2 separate regions of the Mus musculus genome follow, and region 1 is linked to region 2. Evidence: chromatin contacts called from public HiChIP or PLAC-seq data. All regions are on one chromosome and are shown on one strand. Each heading gives the region's core, a stretch centred on a gene start, on an enhancer-like site or on the middle of the called end of the contact. The rest is flanking DNA. Distances are from core to core; before and after follow the strand shown.

Region 1 (6,431 bases), core at 3,307-5,806, 44 kb before region 2:
CATATGTAACATGTACAACATTGTGCAGTTCATGCATATAGTCCCTATGGTAGCCTATGGAACCCTGGAACTGGAGTTACAGATGGTTGTAAGCCACCATGCGGGTGCTGGGAACTGAACCCCGGAGCTTCAGTAAAAAATAGCAAAAAATAGTAAAAATAGCGCTTTTAACCACGGAACTTTCTCTCCAGCCCCTGGGTGGGATGGGGGTAGGGGTGGGGAGTGGGGTCAAAAGACAATCCATCGGAAAGAATATTTCTTTATCTTAGACAGGATCTTGACCTATATAGTCCAGGCTGTCTTTGGGTTTATGATCTTCCAGTTTAACCGCTTGAGTACTGCGACTATAACTCAGGAAAATACCTATTTCTTTTTGAATAGTTAAAAGTTGTTAAGTGGGGGAAAGTGGCTAGACACTGAACATTTGATACGTCATGTGACATAGGCAATGTAGTCCCCGTTGCACACGATGAGGAGACTAAACTAGGACAGGGTCTTACTGTGGAGCCCACGTGAGCCTTTAACTGCCTCCTGGGTTATAGGGTTGTGGGTGCACATCACCATGCCTGGGTTTCAGCCGTTTGCATGTATGTGCTCAAGCGCTTGTGCAAATGTGCGATTGTATGTGTGGAAACCAGAGGGCCACCTCACATATGATCCCTCAGACACTGTCCACCTCTCCTGAGAAAAGATCTCTCATTAGCCAAATAGTCAAGACTGGGCTGCTTGGCTGACAGGCTTCAGTAATGTCTCCGCTGCCCCCAATGCTGAGATTACAAGCATGCGAGCCAGGCGTGGTGGAGCACATCTTTAATCCCAGGACTCAAGAGGCAAGCAGATCTCTCTGAGTTCCAGGCCACTCTGCTCTACTCCTTGAGTTCTAGGATAGTCAGGGTTACTTAGACCCTGTCTCAAAAGAAAAAAAAAAAAGCGTGAACCACTGTCTCTAGCTTTTTACAGGGAGGAATCTGGGAATGGAACGTAGGCCCTCATGATTGTAAGGCAAGCGTTTTATCACCCGAGACAACAGACCCTCAGACATGCTTTCATTTGGTATGTGTACACACATACCTGTGTAGGCTTGCATGTGTGCTGTGTATGCACACGCATTTGGAAGGCAGAGGTCAGGAGCGGGTCCTCCTCAATAGCTTCCCTTACCCTTCAAGGCAGGGTGTCTCACTGAAGTTAGAGCTCACTGCATTAGCTAGACCTGATGACCAGTGAGCCGTAAGGATCCTCCTGTCTCTTGCCCTCCGTCTACTGTGATTGTGAGCTCTGGCCACCGATGTGGCTTATTTTTGTTGTCTTTAATGAGAATGTTGGGGACCCAACTCAGGTGCTCAGGCTTTCATGGTGGGGGGGGCTTTGCTGACTGAACCATTCCCTCAACCCTCCTAAGTAGCATTCTTGAGTTTATTTTTTGATACTATTTTTATTTTGGAGGTAGGTTCATTCTGGATTTCAAGCCAGTTTGCCTTTTCAAAAACAGTAGTAGTCTATATTCTGAACCTTGTGATTTCCAATCTGATGTATTTGACTTCTGTCCCATCCCATTTATATATTTGAAGCATGGCTTTCTGATAACAGGCCCTTAACCCAAATGACTGTTTTATGCTTGGAATTATCAGTGCCATGGCAAGACAGGTTTCTGTAGGTAGGTAGATTTGTATCACTCTTGGACCACAATGATGCAACTGTCTTAATTCTTTTTTTTTGTTTGTTTTTTCGAGACAGAGTTTCTCAGTGTAACCCTGGCTGTCCTGGAACTCACTCTGTAGACCAGGCTGGCCTCGAACTCAGAGATCCACCTGCCTCTGCCTCCCGAGTGCTGGGATTAAAGATGTGCGCCACCACTGGCTGGCCAGCTGTCTTAATTCTTGATGACATTGGGTTGGGGAATGGTGTTTGAAAAATAAAGAATAAAGAATAAACACATAAAAGGACAATGAGCTATAAAAGGGTCAAAGTGGATTCAATCAGCTCTGGCCATCTGGAAGCATAGGTGGGCCCTGTAAGTGGCAGGCTACTTCATCCCTTTCCCTTTAGGTCCAGTCAGAGTGGGGTGTCACGGGGATGTTGCTCCTACTGCTGACCCTCCTTCCTGCAGTGCCTTTCTTCCTGACTTGGAGTGTGGTGAACTCAGTGCATTGGGCCAACGGTTCAACACAGGCGCTGCCGGCCACAACCATCCTGCTGCTGCTGACAGTCTGGCTGCTGGTAGGCTTTCCTCTCACTGTCATTGGCGGCATCTTTGGGAAGAACAACGCTAGTCCCTTTGATGCACCTTGTCGCACAAAGAATATCGCCCGGGAGATCCCACCCCAGCCCTGGTACAAGTCTACTGTCATCCACATGACTGTTGGTGGCTTCCTGCCTTTCAGGTATCCTCACTTTGTACCATGGCCATCCATTTTTGGTGGTTTTGGTTTGGTTTGGTTTTGGACACTAGAGAGTTTTTTGTTTATTTTGTTTTCTGTTTACTTTGTTTTCTTTTTTTGAGGCACTCATAAGGCTCATGGGCACTCGGAGGTAGAGGCAGGTGGATCTCTATTTTTTTTTTTTTCTAGATTTATTTATTATATGTAAGTACACTGTAGTTGTCTTCATACATTCCAGAAGAGGGCGTCAGATCTCTTTACAGATGGTTGTGAGCCACCATGTGGTTGCTGGGATTTGAACTCAAGACCTATTGGAAGAGCATTCAATGCTCTTAGCTGCTGAGCCATCTCTCCAGCTCCTATAAATTTGAGGTCAGCATGGTCTACAGAGTTTCAGGACAGCCACGGCTACAGAGAAATCCTGTCTTAAAAAACAAAACAAAACAAAAACCTTAAGTTGTCCCGCCTTGGATGAGGGCCACCACACCTTGCATTCAGCAGGGTTTTGATTCACCTTTGCCTTTCTCCGCTCTCTAAATACCATAACCCAGTAATAATCCTCAGCTCAGCCCAAGCACAGACCAGGAGTGAGCTTCAGCTCGCTCACATGAGCGTTTCACTGTCAAGCTCTCACTCAGCAAACTGAAAGTAATCAAGTGGGCTTTAAGCCTTGTATTGGAGCTTACAGAACCTGATTTCTGTTTAGTGTTCACAGGCACAGAGAGCTTAAGACCTATGTGTTTTCTCATTCAGTTTGTTAAGTACCTTTTAAACAATACAGAAGGAAGTAAACAACACAGTATCTGCCCCCTCCACTTCTTTCTTGCTCCCATTTTGTAGTAGTGGAGTGTGCTTAGGGCCTCGTGCATCCTTTGGCAAGCACTGTTCTCTGAGCCACATCCCAGCCCTTTTTTACCTTTCATTTTAAGACTGTCTTAAGTTTTCCAGGCTGGCCTTGAACTTGCTTTTTAACCTAGATTGACTTTGAATTTGGCAATCCTCCTGCCTCAGCCTCCCAAATAGTAGTATTATAGATGTATGCCTACTCTAGTTAAGATGGTTGCTTTCAGCCTGTCAGGGAAGATGTTCATGAACCGAGAGCAACTAATAAACTAAGCTAATAGGCAGAAGCCTCCTGGAGCTCTCTTGATCGCCACAGCGCTACCGGAAGATGTGGCTGAGTTTGGCTCCGCGTGCTGTGGCTATGAACAGAGCTTTAATGATGTGCATTGTCTTTTTCTCTTCACAGCGCCATCTCCGTGGAGCTGTACTACATCTTTGCCACAGTCTGGGGTCGAGAGCAGTACACTCTGTACGGCATCCTCTTCTTTGTCTTCGCCATCCTGCTGAGTGTGGGGGCCTGCATCTCCATTGCGCTCACCTACTTCCAGCTGTCTGGGGAAGACTACCGCTGGTGGTGGCGATCCGTGCTGAGCGTCGGCTCCACCGGCCTCTTCATCTTCCTCTACTCAGTTTTCTACTATGCCCGGCGCTCTAACATGTCAGGGGCAGTACAGACAGTAGAGTTCTTTGGCTACTCTTTACTGACTGGCTATGTCTTCTTCCTCATGCTGGGTACCATCTCCTTTTTTTCCTCTTTAAAGTTCATCCGTTATATCTATGTTAACCTCAAGATGGACTGAGTTCTAAGCCACAGAACTCTGGCTCTTTCCTGCTTTCATCATGCCCCATTGATTTCACTTGATAGCTTCTCTTCTGACCGAATTGTGTGATGGCATTGTCGCCTTCCTTCCCTCTTTAGAGAGGACCTGGAAATTAAAAATCTCTATTATATAAGGAATATATATATTTGAACTTTTTAAGTTGCCTTACGTTTTGGTCCTGATTTTTTTTTTCTTTTTACAATTATTAAAATAAAATTTATTAAGAAAAAGGATCCTGTCGTTGGAAGTTTTGGTCTAGTTATAGAAACCCGAGGCCTGTTGTCAATGCAGTTGTTTTGAAAACCCGAGTTCGCTATTGCCACACAAACTCTGGACTCTGGGAACTGTCGGCACAGGGAACCCACGGTGCCGAGGCTCTGTCAGCGGGTGCTCAGGCAGACGGAAGCCCAGACTGACGCCAGCCACCAGCTTTCCGCAGTTTTTGAAGGGAAGCAAGCTGAATCACCCAGGCGACAGGAGAGACGCAGAGTAACGCCCTTTCCGCCGGAAGTTGCTGTCGGAGTCTCCACGTGCCGATCCTCCCCCTCCCCACCCGGCCCTGTAGCAGCGGCGGCGTCGGCGGCGGCTCGGCAGCTGCCATGGAGCCTGCGGGTTTGGAACAGATCCTGAAGGAGCTGCTGCTGCCCGACACGGAGCGCATCCGCCGGGTATGGGCAGGCCTGACCGGGCTACGGGGATGGGGAGGCTGTGGGAAAGGCCCGGTCTTGACCTCCCAGCCTTCCATCAGGCTACGGAGCAGCTCCAGACCATCCTTCGGGACCCTGCTGCCTTGCCCGCACTCTTCGATCTGCTGGCAACAGCGACCGACTCTCAGGCGAGTCACCTGCCCCTCCTTGCCGAAATTCTGAAATTCCTCAATGTGTCCCTGGTCCCGCTCCAGCCTCCGCCCCCTGCGGTCCTAATCTGTTCATCATCTTCTTGGTGCCTGTGATTCTCATTTGGCTGGCAACCTCTTCTCACCCCAGATCCGCCAGTTTGCAGCGGTCCTGACCCGCAGAAGGCTGAACAATCGCTGGCGACGCCTGGCACCTGAGCAGAGGGAGAGGTGGGCTAGATTTAGGATGGGAGGGGCCGGGCCTAGTCTACTTTTTGACAGGCCGAGTACTAAGCCTTTGCCACCTGTCTTCCAGCCTCAAGTCCCTGGTCCTGACAGCACTGCAGAAAGAGACAGTGTAAGTGTGGAGCACCCACTCTCGGGGGTCCTAACTGATTGGGGCTGAGATACTGGACTTCTACCTTCTTTTTCAGCCCCAGACTAGGACTTAATTCAGGCCTAGAAGGTGGAACATGTGAAAACTAAAGTTTTTTGTGATTTATTTTTCATTTTTTAATTTTTTGGTTTTTCTGAGACAGGGTTTCTCTGTGTGGCCCTGGCAGTCCTGGAGCTTACTCTGTAGACCAGGCTGGCCTTGAACTCAGAAATCCGCCTGCCTCTGCCTCCCAAGTGCTGGGATTAAAGGTGTGTGCCACCACTGCCCAACTAAAACCCTAAAGTTTTTGAGAATGGCTGAAAATGATCAGCTAAACCCAGATAGGGAAAACAAGACTGAATTGAATTCAGCCTGTCCAGTGGTGCTGACCGAGCCAGATCACAATGCCCCCCTCCTTTCCTCACCCCCAGCTGTCGGTGGTCTTATGGGGTCTGCCTTAGGAAAGACCGTGCACATACCTGCATTCTCTTTCTGGCCACTCCTTGGGCCTGGGGCATTGTTTGCAAGGGAAGGGTGGTAAAAGGTGTTTCTATATGAATGGACCTCCTCTTTGTAGGCATTCTGTGAGTGTCAGCTTGGCCCAGCTCTCAGCCACCATTTTTCGAAAGGAAGGCCTACAAGGATGGCCTCAGTTCATGAACCTTCTTCAGCACAGCACTCATAGTTCCCATAGCCCCGAGAAAGAGGTACTGGCACTGCCCTGTTGGCAGGAAGGAGGGACAGAGGCTGGATAGACCACGAGACCGTCTCTTCTCCCCTGCTCCTGTACAGGTGGGACTTCTGCTGCTGAGTGTGGTGGTGTCTTCCCAGCCCGAGGCATTCCATGCCCACCAGCACGAGCTGCTTCAGCTTCTGAATGAGACGCTCAGTGACGTCAGCTTTCCCGGAGTGCTCTTCTACTCCCTGCGCACTCTGACTGCCATCGCCCGCTATGTCAGGCCGGATGATGTGGTAAGTAAGACGCTGCCTGTATCTCTCGGTTTCGTGCCCTCGCTTTCAGAAGTCTTGGCCCAAGCTGCTTTCGAGTTTTATTCCGCCTCCCGTTCTTCCTAAGGGTTGAGGGCATAGCGTGTTAGCTGGGCCTGGCTGGCTCCTTAGATGGAGGCTTTGAGGAAGCCTCCAGCTCCTGGCTTCTGGGATGAGACCACCTGCGCTTT
Region 2 (6,845 bases), core at 3,008-5,507:
CAGACAACAGCAGAGGCACATCAGGAAAGGAACTCTACTCATTCTCAGCCTAACCAACAGTGGCTCAGCCAGGAATACTGATCGCGTGACCAGCGCACAGCATGCTACCTGCCCTAAGCTTTCAAAGTGAGGCAGCTACAGCTAGCATCCTGGTATCAGAACATTAATTAACCATCTACGGCATCTTCTTTCCCTGACAGCTCAGCCCCATCTCATTCATTCCAGGCCCAGTTATCACCTGGATCATGCTCACGAGCTGGAGACCTTCCTTCCGCATCTTATCTTGGCGTTGTTTCTCTGGGTCTCCACAGGAAGCAGGCAGGGAGGAACCAAGGTGTTGTGAGGACCCTGGCTTTGGGCGTCCCTTTTCCAAAGAGCTGGGATAGGACTGGAGGGCAGGCTGTGTAGGGATGGGGTCTCGGGTTCGGTTGCACATGGCACACACCCAGACAGGGCCTGAATTGCAGAAGGTACAATGGTCACAGTACCACACCTGAGGCTGGGCAGCGGTGAGCAAAGGATCCTCCTGCTGGAAAGGGAGAGAGAAGAATTATCCTACTGACTGCGTAACGAGGCGTCATGACAGAGATACAAGAGAAATACTAGGGGAACCAAAAGAAGACAGAATGTGAGTTCAGAGAATAACTTGAGGTTAACAGGTACAAATGGAGAGCTGGGAAGGCCAGGAACAGGTTACCTTAAGGGACTGTTGGCAAACACCAGCATCATGGGAATCCACCACCAAGCTGGGAGGCTGGGCCAGCCGAGGTCGCTCACATATGGCGCATAGCACAGCTGCTGCCTCATTCTCAAAGGTACAGCTCTGGCAGGCCCATTGATCCCGTGCAGGCTCAGGTTCTAGGCCCCCGGTTCCATGGGAACCCTCTATTCCCGGCACCTTGCAGCCTTTGGGCTGACTACAGACTGCACAGAACACTGCCCAAGGCTCATTTAGTGTGGCACAGGTAAGACAATGCCAGGGCAGACAGGCATTTGCAGGGTCAGGGGAAGAAAGAGAGCTATCTCCCAGGGCCAAGGAGGAGGAGGGGGGCCGTGGTTGGGACGAGGCAGGTAAACTGTAATAGAAGAGCAGATGTGGCCAGCTGAGGTAGAAGTTAGTACCCGAGTCCCCTCACCCCTGCCTCTCCCATTGCATAGGTTATGACATAGGGCTCTGGCCTTTCTGATTGCTGTTTTGTCTGGAACACTCTCATCCCCATATGAGTCAATAATTAAATGATGGATTATTGACAACTTCTTCCAGGAAGCAATCTCTTAACATCATGCTAGGTGTTTAAAATTCTGATCCTTCAGACAAAACTGTATCCATCTACTGCCAACCTGTGTATCATAACAATCTGTCTTATAGTGGCTGCTACTTGCTTAGTGTTTATATCTATAACTTCCTAGGGGGGCTGTTCTCTGTAAGACACCCTTCCATAGAGAACCTGACACATAATAGATACTCAAGTAATCTTCAATTTCCTTCTTAATTTCACTCTCCCCAAGAAGAGAAAGCCTCTCACCTAGAGCTCAGGCTGGCAGTCTGGTGGGACCCAGGCAGGGCTTGGCGAAGGTGATGTGCACGGGACGGATGCCCATGGAACAAAATGTCACAAGCTGGGCACGAGACTTGGTTACAGGCTGGACAGTGCAGTGTGCCTGGGGCAGAACCACAGAGGAAACAGGGACCAGGAGTGGAGCCTGGAAAAACGAAACCAAAAGTGTAAAACTTAACAAGCATATATACTCAGCCAAGATATGGAGTCATGGACCTATCAACAAGCAAATGAAGACGTTTACACATAAAGGCAACTTCTGTAATCACACGCACGCTGGAGCATTAGTTACAAAGAACAAAATCTTGTTATAGAAAGGAAAATGGACAAAACTGGAAGATACCATATTGAGCAAGACAAGCCAAACACAGAAAGACAAGCATCACCTTTATTCCCGCCTCACCACAATGTAGCCCTGGCTGGTTGGCTTGCAAATGACTGTAGACCAGACTAGCCTCAAACTCACAGATCCATCTGCCTCTGCCTCCCCAGGACTAAGACTAAAGATTAAAGGTGTGAGCTACCTACCATGTCTGGTGTCTCTCTCTCTCTCTCTCTCCACCCCACTCCCTCTCTAAGTTATTTACTTTTTATTTTGTATGACACATGCATCATAGAATTCAAATGAGGGCCAGATCCCTTAGCACTGGACTTAAGAATGGCTGTGAACTACCAAGTGGATGCTGGGAATTGAACTATGGCAAGAGGTGCTCTGAACCACTGAGCCGTCTCTTCAACCCCCAGAGTAGCCTTTTTAAAAAGACCAGGCTACACAGTCGGTGAGATGGCTAAGCAGTTAAGATCAAGTACTGCCCTTGCAGCTTGATTCCCAGCACTTGTGTTGGGCAGCTCAACATGGTCTGTAATGCCAGCCGCAGAGGGATCGGTTCTGGCTTCCATGGCACCTGTGCCTACATGCACATATCTACCCACCCACCTTCCACTACTAAAAAGTAATATTAAAGGAGGAAAGACCAGGCTACACTTAAAATTTTGTTATGGGTTAGGGGAAGTCACAAAACAGTCTTTACAACATCTGGACCCATGGTGTGTGGGGGGGAAGGGGGGCTTTCATCTCTTGAAATAAAATACAAATACAGGCTGGAAAGATGGCTCAGTGGTTAAGAGCACGGGCTGCTCCACCAGAGGTCCTGAGTTCAAATCCCAGCACCCACATGGTAGCTCACAACCACCTGTAATGGGATCTGATGCTCTCTTCTGTCACACTGGCATATGTGCAAATACAATGCTCATATACATAAATAAATAAATCTTAAAAAAACAACAAATACAAGAGGAAAGAAAATCCTACATTTGCACCAACTCAGTCTAATATTTTTCTCCCGTAAAGAAGCATACAATACCTTGGGCAGAGGGGCGGGGGCCAGGAACAATCTCCCTCAGAAGGGGGTGAAACTCTGAAAGCTGCAGCATCTGAGAAAGCAAGCGGAGCGTGGGCAAAGTGCTGGGGGCACAGAATCCCATAAACTCAGCCCCCCCCCCCCCCCCCCGTGTTCCATGAACAACACCCTTCCTGCCTTCCTTACACCATCTTCAACGCTCTCTCTTAGCAGCTGGTCCAGTGCATTCTGTCTGGGATGAGTATTCTGCAAACAAGATGATGAAAAGAATTCCCACCTTGAACAACGTTCTCCCTGTAAGCCCTGATCTCCTAACATTCCAGAGGGAGAAAGTGTAACAGAAGCTTCCAGGCTGGCTGCTGCAGCAACAGAATTTCCCTGCACGGGGGTGGGGGTGTCTCAACGTGCCTTGGGGCTCCCAGTCAAGTACTTAAAATCCTTAGAATCAGAAGGTCATCTCACCTGCAACAGCAAACTGAGCTCGGTGCGAAGCAGCAGTACTTCTAGTGTGACAACAGCAACCTGGTATTCATCTGGTTCCTCCTGCCCTTCGGGGAAACTCAATCCATCTGGGCGCTCCTCAGTATAGCCATACAACCGTAGTACATCCCGGCCACCCTGGCACACATTCAGGACCCGGTCACCATCTAACAGACCTCCTAGGCAATAGAGCTGGTCCCCCACTCAGCACACCCTCAAGCCTTTCTGGTCAACCCTAAGCACAGGTCTAGTCCCCTTCTCCGATAAGGTCCAAGAGTTTCACCTGCACAGCATCCACCGTGCTGCGAAAGACGGGGTTATTAAACTTCACTGAGCGCCAATACCGGGGCCGCTGCGGGCTGAGGAGGTTGCGACCATATTTTTCCAGGATGTTCAGGGCCGTGGATAGGGTGTTGAGGTAGTTTCGAGGCTGGGAGCATTCAGAAAAGCAGAGTCGTGAGCCTAGCCCACCTGGCCTCTGAGCCTAGGTCCCCTTCCATGGAGCGCCGGGCGGGCTTGACCTCACCTCCCCATGAGCGTTGCAGCGGACCAAGCGTCCGGCGTCCAGCTGCAGGTAGCGGGCGGCTGGTGGCAGAGAGGTGGCCAGAAGCGGCATGAGCTGCTCCAGGGGAAAAACCTGCGCAGAATCCCACCTCAGGGCGCTCGCCAGCTCCTCGCGGGCCGCCAGGAAGCCTCGCTCCTCGTCTCCCGGCATCCTGAGACTGGAGACAGGCTCAGCTTCTCTGCCCTCCAGGGGCTGGCGCAGGTGCGCGCGGCGCCACAGCAGCCCGGGTCACTTAAGCCACCGCCCCGCTCAGCCCCATCCACGGCCAGGGTTACCGGGAACAGGAAGTCCTGGCAGAGAGGGCGGGACTGTGGGCCACTTTAGAGGAAAAGGAGGGTTCGGAGTGACGGTAAAGCTGAGATCAGGAAGGGTGGCCAGGTCGCCGCCAATGAAGAAGCCGCGGCCCGGGCTCCTCCCATAATGCTACGGAACCTTTTCCTTCCGAATCAGGCTCTCTTCTTCGCCTTCCCTTAAACTATCCCGCCCCTTCCGGAGGGACCCACCTCCCATGCGAGGGGTTAATTTTGCCCAGAGCTTTGCTATCTTTATTTCCATAGTGTTGGTTCTGTTCCATTCCCCGGCGGGGAAGTCCCACCTTATCGGGGACCGGCTCTGGCTGCCCTTAGCCCGGCTCAGGCGGGCTCCTCCCTTCTCTAGTCTGTCCTGAAGGGAAGGCAGTCCCGCTCGTCCTGCTCCCTTCCATCTTGCCAGGCTTTCCTCCTTCTTATCCTTCCTACTCTCTCGGATCCTACTTGGTCCCCTCCTCAGTCTAGCGTCATGGAACCCCACCTCTGGGTACCCCCTTTCCTATTGTCCCACCCTCTCTCAGTCCAGTACTTCCCCTGGACGGTCCATACTATAAGCTCCGCCCTTCTCGAGAGGCCGCCTCTATTTGAGTCTCCGCCGTCCCACGCTTTCCTAGCTCCTCCCTTGGACAGCCCCTGATGATGAAGCCAACACCGCCCTTCCTAGTGGCAACTAGCTGGGAATGGCTGAGGGGGTACTACTCACGGTTGGTGGCCGGCCAGGAGGAGGAGAAAAAAGGGAGGGGGCGTGGCTGAGGGGGGTGGGTCTGGGCCTGGAGAGTGAAAGCGAAAGCTGGGGCTGCTAGCCCAGGCTCGAGAGCTGCCAAGTGGGGGGAAGCATGGCCAAGCCTTGTGGGGTCCGCTTGAGTGGAGAAGCCCGAAAACAGGTAAATGGGAACCGAAGCCAGGAAGGAGTGAGAAGTCCTAACGGAGATAAAGCTCGGTGCTCCTGGGCACCAATGGGGCCTTGCGAGCGAACTCCACCGGCCTCTCTTTCTTTAGGGCTTTCTTTCACTTCTGCTCAGGGATTGCCAGTGCCGTGTCCTCGAGCCAATCTGTGCACTGAGCAGGCTCCTCCAGGGGGAAACTAGCTTTGTGGGACAGGTTTGGGCTAGAGTTGGAAGGCACCTAGGTTGGGAGTGGGCCCTTATTCTATACAAACTAAACCCTAACCAGCATCCGGCTACTTCTGTCTGTGCAGGTGGATGTCTTCAGACAAAATCTTTTCCAGGAGGTAAGTCTCTGAATTCAGTCGATGTAACCCAGAGTCTTAGTGCAGAACTCTAGGGCCACAAGCTCTGAGTAACCCACCAGTTCACCTTAATTTTGGTGTCTCCGAACCTTCATGCTTACTCAAGGTGAACTGCAATGATTTGTTTCTACTTGTAATCTGATCAATCTTAGAACTCTTAACTGCTTTTGCCACTCCCCTTGAATGGAAAGGTAAAGATGTCGCCCAAAGGGAAAACCCCATAGCCCTACTTCTGCCCTTCATGAGATTGGGCAAGTCCCTTTATTTCCAGGGCTAGGGTTTCCTCATACGAGAGTCTTGAGCTCAGTGATTTCCATGGGCCAACTTCTGATACGTATCAACAAACCTCTTGCATGATTATTTTTGTAATGTAACTTGCAGGCTGATGACTTCCTCTGCACTTTCTTGCCACGGAAAATCATATCCCTGAGTCAGCTCTTGCAGGTGAGTAGTATAGACCCCTCTGCTCCATCTCCTGACACCTCTCATCACCCATCTGACGGGCATCAGCATGCTGGGAGCTGAGTGAGCCTGGCCGGGTGTGGTGGCACACACGTTTAATCCCAGCACTCGGGAGGCAGAGGCAGGCGGATTTCTGAGTTCGAGGCCAGCCTGGTCTACAAAGTGAGTTCCAGGACAGCCAGGGCTATACAGAGAAACCCTGTCTCAAAAAAAAAAAAAGGCTTGAGCCTGGGTTGGGAGGAAGAGAGATGGAAGGCTGTGTCTGGTGAAGGGAGGAGGCTGGGTAGTGTCTGAGAATAAATTCTACAGGAGGATTCCCTCAATGTGGCCGACCTCTCCTCCCTCCGGGCTCCTCTGGACATCCCTATCCCAGATCCTCCACCCAAGGATGACGAGGTAAGGCATTCAGTGTGCAGAGCCTGAACTCTAAGCCAGTGGCAACACCACCACAGTGTGGCAGCCTCCAAGACTGTTCTAAAGCTGCTTTCCTTATTTTGCCTTAGATGGAAACAGACAAGCAGGAGAAGAAGGAAGGTAATGGAGACCTGGTGAGGAGGGGGGAGGCTGGTGCAGGGATGTGGGTGACATAAAGGCCCCACTCTCATCTTTCTCTTAGTCCCTAAGTGTGGCTACCTCCCGGGGAACGAGAAGCTTCTGGCCTTGCTCGCTTTGGTTAAGCCAGAAGTCTGGACTCTCAAAGAGAAGTGCATTCTGGTGAGCCTGGGCCCTGGGGGAGGTGGGAAGAAAAGCACAGCACAGCTGTGGTCCAGTCAGAGATGCAGGTCTTCAACCCAGAGACCTAATATATAATAAGACTGGCTTTTGTGTCTTGGATATATATGGATGGATATGTGTGTGTGT

What was found. HiChIP or PLAC-seq counts read pairs in DNA pulled down with a chosen protein or histone mark.
Region 1: a contact with region 2 is called in an H3K4me3 HiChIP or PLAC-seq map of the SCID.adh cell line, with 57 read pairs. The contact joins the promoter of Ipo4 here to the promoter of Rnf31 in region 2. A contact is called at or near these places in 18 of 39 promoter capture datasets (the 3T3-L1 cell line, the C10 cell line, the HPC-7 cell line and 11 more), 2 of 15 datasets of contacts at CTCF or cohesin (CD8 T cells and embryonic stem cells), 59 of 484 Hi-C or Micro-C datasets (the 3T3-L1 cell line, the AML12 cell line, B cells and 40 more), 17 of 115 datasets of contacts at active chromatin or transcription factors (the 230-238 cell line, CD8 T cells, the HPC-7 cell line and 11 more) and 4 of 9 other capture datasets (adipose tissue, embryonic stem cells, liver and 1 more).

Annotation. Positions count from the first base shown.
Region 1 is chr14:55,633,809-55,640,239 of GRCm38.p6, reverse strand. Ipo4 (importin 4) reads left to right here and starts at 4,556. Exons shown (of 30, transcript NM_024267.7): 1 at 4,556-4,710; 2 at 4,791-4,877; 3 at 5,029-5,108; 4 at 5,194-5,235; 5 at 5,831-5,960; 6 at 6,046-6,225. The coding sequence starts at 4,642. It overlaps Tm9sf1 (transmembrane 9 superfamily member 1), which reads left to right. Exons shown (of 5, transcript NM_001360063.1): 4 at 2,108-2,381; 5 at 3,628-4,275. The coding sequence ends at 4,021.
Region 2 is chr14:55,589,154-55,595,998 of GRCm38.p6, reverse strand. Rnf31 (ring finger protein 31) reads right to left here and starts at 4,257. Exons shown (of 21, transcript NM_194346.3): 1 at 3,927-4,257; 2 at 3,684-3,830; 3 at 3,383-3,538; 4 at 3,107-3,166; 5 at 2,924-2,993; 6 at 1,527-1,704; 7 at 698-1,076; 8 at 239-529. The coding sequence starts at 4,115. Psme2 (proteasome (prosome, macropain) activator subunit 2 (PA28 beta)) reads left to right here and starts at 4,978. Exons shown (of 11, transcript NM_011190.3): 1 at 4,978-5,157; 2 at 5,472-5,504; 3 at 5,904-5,966; 4 at 6,294-6,380; 5 at 6,488-6,518; 6 at 6,601-6,698. The coding sequence starts at 5,110.